Regions from separate parts of the Anser cygnoides genome. Here region 2 is linked to region 1. Evidence: chromatin contacts called from public Hi-C data. All regions are on one chromosome and are shown on one strand. The core of a region is the stretch at or near the end of the contact, and the rest is flanking DNA. Distances in the headings are between cores, read along the strand shown.

Region 1 (3,683 bases), core at 514-3,013:
CTTGTTTAATCTTCTTTTGCGCAGAGTTACACTGGAAATAAAGATGGTGATGTTGGCCCATGTTCACAATAAACAACTGAAGCAGACTTTGGTTGCACTTCTTTTGGGGAATTTTATGGTGCCTGGCGAGGAGGTTTGGCTAAGCAGGACCCTTGAATTTCCCACCCGTGGCTGTGCCGGCAGTCTGCTTCCCCGCCTGAGCTTGCTCCTGGGTGGCAACAGGACCGCGCGGTGGCCTTGGGCTGGTGGCATCTGCTGCAGCCCTGCTGAGATCAGGAATCTCCTCTTGAGCGCAGCTGTTGAACCAGGCACCCAGTATGGGGTTGTGGGGTGGTAGCAGCAAGCGCCCAGCTCTGCCATGAGGGTCTGTGGGGGTGCCCAGCCGGTCCAATATCCCCAGACCCGAGGATGTTGGTCCTAGAACTCCCCGTGCTTCTTTGTGAGAGATTCTACATAATCTAGTAGAAATGTACGTGGAAAGTTAAGAGAAACTAGTGTTGTCCCTAATGTTTTAGGGCCCTCTAAAAGACGCTCCTATGACATTTAATCCATGTACTGGGTGATAGTGATGTCCTAGCTTTCAGCAGTGGGTATATTTCATGCACCTTAGACTGGAAATCATGGTAATCTACAAATAGGTGATATTTAACGATAATCACTTTCAAAACCCAACTAATGGTTTACCCAGCAAGAGATTCTTTAAGTTGCTTTCCAGGCATCTTCAGTTCATGCTCCCACGCGTTTGGAAATACTGAATCAAATCAGATATTTTGATGTTCCTTCTAAAAAAAGTGTACAAGCTAAAACGAGCTATTTAAATTGCAGATTTACATTTTGTAATGGTTAACATATATGGTGACATTTCAAAACTTCTTACTAATTTATGATTAAAGGATGCTGAGTTTTACAAGTGCAATGGTGATTATGCTTGGAAGTTGCTTTATATAACCATTGAAAAACCTCATTCTTAGTGAGCAGATTACAGGACTATATTCATTCCAGTGCTTTTATTTCAATGAAAGTTTCTAGTAGTACAACAAACTAAGGGGAGATAATTTTGCTAGGAGCCTATTCACACCAAGATTTTTCTGACCCCAAAGCAATTTGCTTAGATCCTACTGCTCCTAGTGAAGCTGTTCACTTCTGCACGGGTATTGACTGAGTAATTAGACCTGTGTTAACAAGTTCTTTTCTTGGTCCTTATGTAACCGCAGTTGAAACTAGTCTGGCTTATCAAGAAGGAACGTGGATAATAAATTCTGTTTGTAATATGTCATTTTTCATTTATAAGGTACTCAAAAACCCTTGACTAACTAAAATCTTTTGGCCATCTTGTGAAATGACTTCTGCCTAACTTTTGGATGTGACGAGCATGTTAGGCTTTGTTCCTTTCTAGCGTTTTTTCAGCGATTCTGCACAAAGCACCCTGCACAGAATAGTTTTGCCCTTAAAATTCCTCCCTGTAATTACCTTTAGCAATGACAGAGTATTTCTCCACCTATCCTTTGAAGAAACGATGGTCTACTCGGCTGTGGCTCTTTCCACAAAACATTTTAAAAAATATTTTTCTTGATGTTGAAATTTTAGCTGGCTTTACCCTATGTGAATAGAAGTTTCAACATCTTGACTGCTCTGTCACTGGAATATGTTCTCATTCATTTTTTTGTTGTCTTGCTAAATTGCTTACATGATCACATTAAGAGCAAAAGCAACAGGGCATGTAGTACACATAATGAGAATTCTTTTTGTTCCTATATTTGATGTCACTCTGAAATAATCCCAGGCTGTTCTGCATCGTATTCTTTCTTGGTGTTGTTTTTCTGTACCAGTTTTTGTTTTTTCCTCATAAGTATTCTCACCAACCAGGAAGGATATGTGAGAAACGAGATGAAATGGAATTAACGCTTTAAAACATTAGATGTTCTTTGAACCATGCTGCAAGACTGTCTTATGCAACGCAATGCAACCATGATTACGTAACGCAAATGGTTATAAAAATAAATGTGTCCTGAACAACGCGTGTCCGTGACATGTCAGTAACCTGTGACATGCCGTGAGACTGTAAGTGGTCACTGCTGCGCATCGGCAGGTAGTTCCTCGTCTCTGAGTTAGCTGAAATCAACTGCCAACCAAATATTTGAGATTTTTGTTGTTATAATATATTTAGCGATTAGATGAAATGAATGCAGATTGTAGGCTTGTTTTACAGAAACATTTCTGCTGTGCCTTTGTACTTCATTAGGGAGAAACAACATCACCCACGTCTAATAAAGCATTTTATAAAGAAGTAATCATGAGTCTCGTAAATTAGAACTGCAAGGGAAATAGATGCCCTTGGGTACTTCAGTAATTAATACAGAAGTTAAACGAGTTAACTAGATTGCAGGATTACTTCAGTTTATGTTTATATTGGATGGAAAACAGCTAAAGGCAACTAATGATTGAGTAACTGAACCAGCATTTTAAGCTCTAGTACTGCTCACCAGGTCTGGATCCTGCACGCAATCAGTTGAGAAGTTTTATGTTCATTGTGGTAGAGCAGGATGGAAAAGTTGACTGCTAAACTTTGATCATGGCAGAAATGTACTTGGATGCAGGCAAGTCTGAATTGTGAAATATTTGCACTTTCTTGTAGCTGAAATTACAATAAAAGGAATATTGGATTAATTGGGTAAAACTGTGGGTAGCTTCTTGAAGTTCATTTTCTCAGAGGATATGATTTTTAAGTTATTTTTGCTGATCTTTTATGATCCTGTAAGGTCTGTTAAGCTTTTTTTTTTGGGTTTAGTTTCTTTTGTTCTTCGCTTACAATAAAGAATTTGAGTACTTTCTCTCATTTGAGAATATATTTTTTTTATATGCTCTGTACTTCCATCCTGTTGTAACTAAAAATAGAAGCAGTGTATAAAAATAGGACTTGGCATTTTAACTTCTTGGAACTGTTTCTAGGGCTGTTCCTTTCACCTCAGGCTATGACCTTCTTACGGAGGTTCAAAAATCTGAAATGAGTGTGGTAAGTTATTTCCTATTAGTGTTATGAAAAAATCCACTCCGTGCATTATATTAATTAGCTTTTAGAATAATTCATTTACTTTCAATCCTAACTTGAAATTATAGAGGGCCCAGCCCCATACCCTGTATAGTTGAGAATTTAGCAAGTAGTTATGCTTTGCTTTTTCTGTTTCTGGACAGGGAACGTATTCCGTAACAAAAATTTCTTTTTCCACATGTACCAACTTCACATACAACAAACTTCTGCTCAATTAGCCACTGCTTGTATTTTTTTATTTTTTATTAGATGCTAGTGCTGCTAAATCTCACAGTAGGAATAGTATTTTTAAGCAAAGTATTTGGTATATTAGTTTATAATAGATCACCTGAAAATCGGGGGAAACATTCAGTTCTTTTTGAACCTGTGAGCCCACCTGAGGCAATGTGGCCCGGTGACAAAGTATCTAAATTCCCACCTGCATAAAAAAATCAGATTTTGTATAAAACCAATCATACACACTTAAATATACAGCATGATATATATTTTAAACTGAAGCTTTACTTGTAGGTAGTGTCATTCTGCTTGTCAGATGGTTGTGTTTGAGGCAAGCATGACTGAACCCAAGTGTTTATATATCGAGGTCCCTATCTCAAAAGATGCTATTCTCTCAGATGTCTTGTTCTTCTTAGCA
Region 2 (3,683 bases), core at 554-3,053, 180 kb after region 1:
TTAGATCCTGAGCTCCATCCCTTCTGCCAAACCTGGCGTCCCCGGCCTGCAGTGAAGTGGGCTGGCTGTGCTCTTTGTACCTGTGGTCCCCACTGCAGCCCAGCTCTGAAGGTCCGCCTCTGCATCCCATGTCCTGGCTTCTCAATCAGAAAAATCTAGGAAATGGGCAGGGTTCAAGCCTCAGGGCAAAGCCATTGCTGGAGATGTTGGCTGACGGAGGGGAGCATTTACTTCAGATTAGCTGCCCAACAGCGAGAAAACCTATTTCGAACCAGAGACTGGAAACATTTGGGCTAATCCCAGGTGAAAGCTGATTAAAGGCTCGGAGGCGCAGATCTGGAGCGTGTCCTGTCGGTCCGCAGAGCCCCCAGCTGCACCCCAAGGAAACGGGGCTCAGCACCGGGGCACTGGGGCAGCGTCCCCTGGCCACGCAGATGGGGCCAGGACCTCGCTGTGCCTCGAGCTCGGCTCCGTCCCCGGCTGCTCCCGCTGCACCCGTTCGAAGCAGCGTGAGCGGCTTCGTCCTGCGGGCAGGAACTGGCCCAGGGTGAGGAGCCCACTGGTGTCCGGCACTTTTACATCCTCCATCTCCTGCTTTTCCTTTTTGTTCATGCATTATTAAATTCCCCATTGGGGTGATCAAAAAGGAACAAAAAGGAGTTGGCTGCTTAAGCAAGGAGCGACTGTTTAAACTGTGGAGTTTGACGTGTTCTGGGTTACAGCTGAAATTGCCAAAACAGGCAAAAACACTGCTCTGGTCAATGATAAACACAAGGCACAGCACAGCTCTGCGATTCCCAGGGTGCTGTAGGGGCTTTTGTTGCACAAAGTGCATGGAGCTGAACGCTGACCCTTGCTGGGAGGAGGGCAGAGCTTTGTGCTCCTTCCAGGCTGGCGAGCGCGGGCATCGCTGGCCCTTCAGCGAGGGGTCGCCCGAATTGGCGACGTGGCAGTGAGTGTGTTTGCCCTGTCCATATCCAAGCAAAATATTTAGACTTTGGCCACTGCTTTCAGGGTCCTGTAAATCAGTTGCAATTAGGGAAGCGAGCCCCCGTGGGGTTTATGACCTGCGTGGGCAGCCCTGCAGACCGGTGCTGGCCTGTAGGGCTGGGCCCTCCCGGTTTAAACCTTTGCTCTTATCCATCTTGCCCTTGAATTGCTGCAGAAACGCGGCACAACAGCAGCCCCTTGTCCGAGGCTCACAGCTTCCCAAGCACACGACCCTGCAAACAGATGCCGGGTCTTGTGCATTGCAGCTTGCAAAACCACAGTGCTTCCTACAGGTATAAATGCTGAATGCTTCAGCTGTAGCACGCCTGGCACTGCCAAATGCTGCTGTGCCGCTGCTCCAGCTGGGTAAATATTAAGCAGGCTGGAGCTCGACTCCGGGCAGTGCTTCGGCAAACAGCATTCAGTGTAAACACAATGTAATTTCCTTTCCAGAAAAATATTTACTTACCTCTCTGGTCACTCTCGAATTGAAAGCACATTTAAAGCAGGAGTGTAAGGAATTGCTTAGATTGGATTTTTTTATTTTTCTCTAAACTAAAAAGGGGGGAAGCGAGCAGGCTGTGCGAGGAGCAGCTGTGCCCTGCAGCTTTCTAAAGCCCTTGCTCCAGGTGTTTATGCGCTGTCGCACATAAATCACACCTCGGACCATGAGCCCTTGTATCTAATCAGGGGCTCTCAGTGTTTAAAATACTGCAGAGCCCTGGCTGTGCAAACAGCCCCGAGCACCTCCTGCCCCCCGTGTCCACCCACACCAAGCAAAGTCCTGGGCTAGCTCTGCATGCAACCCCTTGTTTGCATACATTTGCATACATCTGAAGGCAGAAGGTGAGGTGGGAGTGATGCTTCTACTTATTGATGCTCAGCCACCTCCCTGGGCCATACACGTGGGGAGCGATTCGGGCACCGGCCGGGCAGGCTGCCGTATCCCCCGGTATTTATGCCCTGCACCAAATCAGAGTTCCCTGTGCCAGGAAGCGCAGCAGCTTTCTGTGCGGTGGTTCAGGGAACACCAAAAGCAAATTCAGCTCCACTGGCAGTCAGCAGTGCTCCCCGCAGCGAGGGAGATGTCCGGTGAGTTAAATATGGTTTTAGGAATTAGTAGTTTTTATGTCTCTTTGGAAAACTAGCTCCGACCAGTCATTTTCTTCCCAATAAATGCAAAAGGTGCCACTAAATCTCATTTTTAAAAAGCCCGGCCCATAACCTGAGGCACCTGGCCACTTCCCCTCGCCCAGCCTGAGCTTGTGTCATGAAATGAGCTCAGAGCACCCAGCCCTGCCCAGGCTGGGGCTGTATGGTATCGTAGCAGCCTGGCTCTGGCCTGCGGGCAGAAGCAGCGCAGGTCTGGATGCGCCCGGAGCCCCGCGCTGGGGACGTGCAGGGCAGCGCGAGCCCTCCTCAGGCTGAGCTGTGCCCCCCGACGTCGCTATTTTTGCCTGGATTAGAGGGAAATTAAAATTAATCCTCAGAGTTCAGGGAGATCTCTGGGGTTTAGCGTTTTTTTCCTGATCGTTCGTTATTTTTAGCAGCCGCTTTTTATTTTTAGCATCTCGCAAGTGCTGCAGGTACTTGAGCTCCCGCCCCACGTCCTCATCACTGCGTGGGCACCGGCGAGCTCAGCAGTCGGCCCCGTCTCCCTCCCTCCCACTGCCCCACTTCGTTAGCTTGAATCCTTGAATCTTTCTGCTGCATCACGTCTTTGCTTCCCGTATTAGCGTTTTAGAGAGAAAAACCCTTCCTGTGAGCAGCGAAGGGCAACTTCTCCTCTCCCACTCCCTTGCTCTGCATGGAGACGCGGCCTACATGGGAAGCAACCCACAAATTTCACACTTGGAGATCAAAGGACTGAAAACGTTTGATCTCCTTACCTTTTTAATTGCTACACCCCCAGCGGCCCGCCCAGGGCACAGGACTGTGCCCCGCAGGCACCCAGCCCGGGCTTCGTGTGTGGCCACGGGGCTTGGCGTCCTTTAAGATCAACCCGTGCAGGTGTCGTTGTTGAACGCAGAGGTTAATATTTAATTAGACACTATTTCTGTCAGATGACAGACACCGTGCATGCTGCCTGATCCTAGAGCCGATCGCAGCAGCCCAGCGTTTTCTATTTCTCTTTAGGACGTTCACATGAGCAGGCGATGCTGCCTCCATCTCGGGGGACAGGGTTTGCATCCATAAAAGCACCGAACATGCTCATTCCTCGCCCCTATTTTGCACCCCGCTCCCTTTTTGCACCGCAGATCATTCGTGTGCATTTGCTGCTGCACACCTGTGAGCCCGGGGTCTCTTTGGTGGCTGCTGCAGCTGCCCTGCTGCCAAGCACGGGCCGAATCTCTCCTGGCCTGGGTCCGCCACCTCGCCTCTCCCCGCGTGCCGCGGGCTGCACGTGAGCGGCCCCGCTTCGGGCGGCGGCGAGGATTGATTTCTTGATTACAGTCTAACGCGTGGTATAATTAAGGAAATCCTCACGCTTCTGAAAGTCATTAGGAGACGGTTAATTGGGATGGGGCTGGGAGCTGCCTGCTGCGGGGGGGGGCACATGGTGGCTCCCCAGGGCTCAGAAAATATTGCGAGCTGCAGCTGCCGCTCCTGGTCCTGGCCAGCCACTCGGGTTTGGTTTTATTTTTTGCATCTTTTCTTTTTTCTTTTTTTCATTTTATTACATCTTTGAAGAC

Evidence for each region. Hi-C and Micro-C count contacts between places; a contact is called where the count stands out from the background.
Region 2: a Hi-C map of liver shows a contact between it and region 1, with 8 times the contacts expected there. The contact joins two enhancer-like sites. A contact is called at or near these places in 2 of 7 Hi-C or Micro-C datasets (both in liver).

What each region holds. Positions count from the first base shown.
Region 1 is chr18:9,593,033-9,596,715 of Taihu_goose_T2T_genome, forward strand. The region is part of intron 1 of PPM1E (protein phosphatase, Mg2+/Mn2+ dependent 1E); the gene reads left to right. Among named protein-coding and RNA genes, the nearest start is that of PPM1E, 6.8 kb to the left of the region's middle. Within about 2 kb of position 1,764, at least 1 of the 3 cell types and tissues checked has open chromatin away from gene starts, as enhancers often do. A contact at or near this core is called in liver, where this site is marked.
Region 2 is chr18:9,770,913-9,774,595 of Taihu_goose_T2T_genome, forward strand. No RefSeq gene overlaps it. Among named protein-coding and RNA genes, the nearest start is that of DHX40, 11 kb to the right of the region's middle. Within about 2 kb of position 1,804, at least 2 of the 3 cell types and tissues checked have open chromatin away from gene starts, as enhancers often do. A contact at or near this core is called in liver, where this site is marked.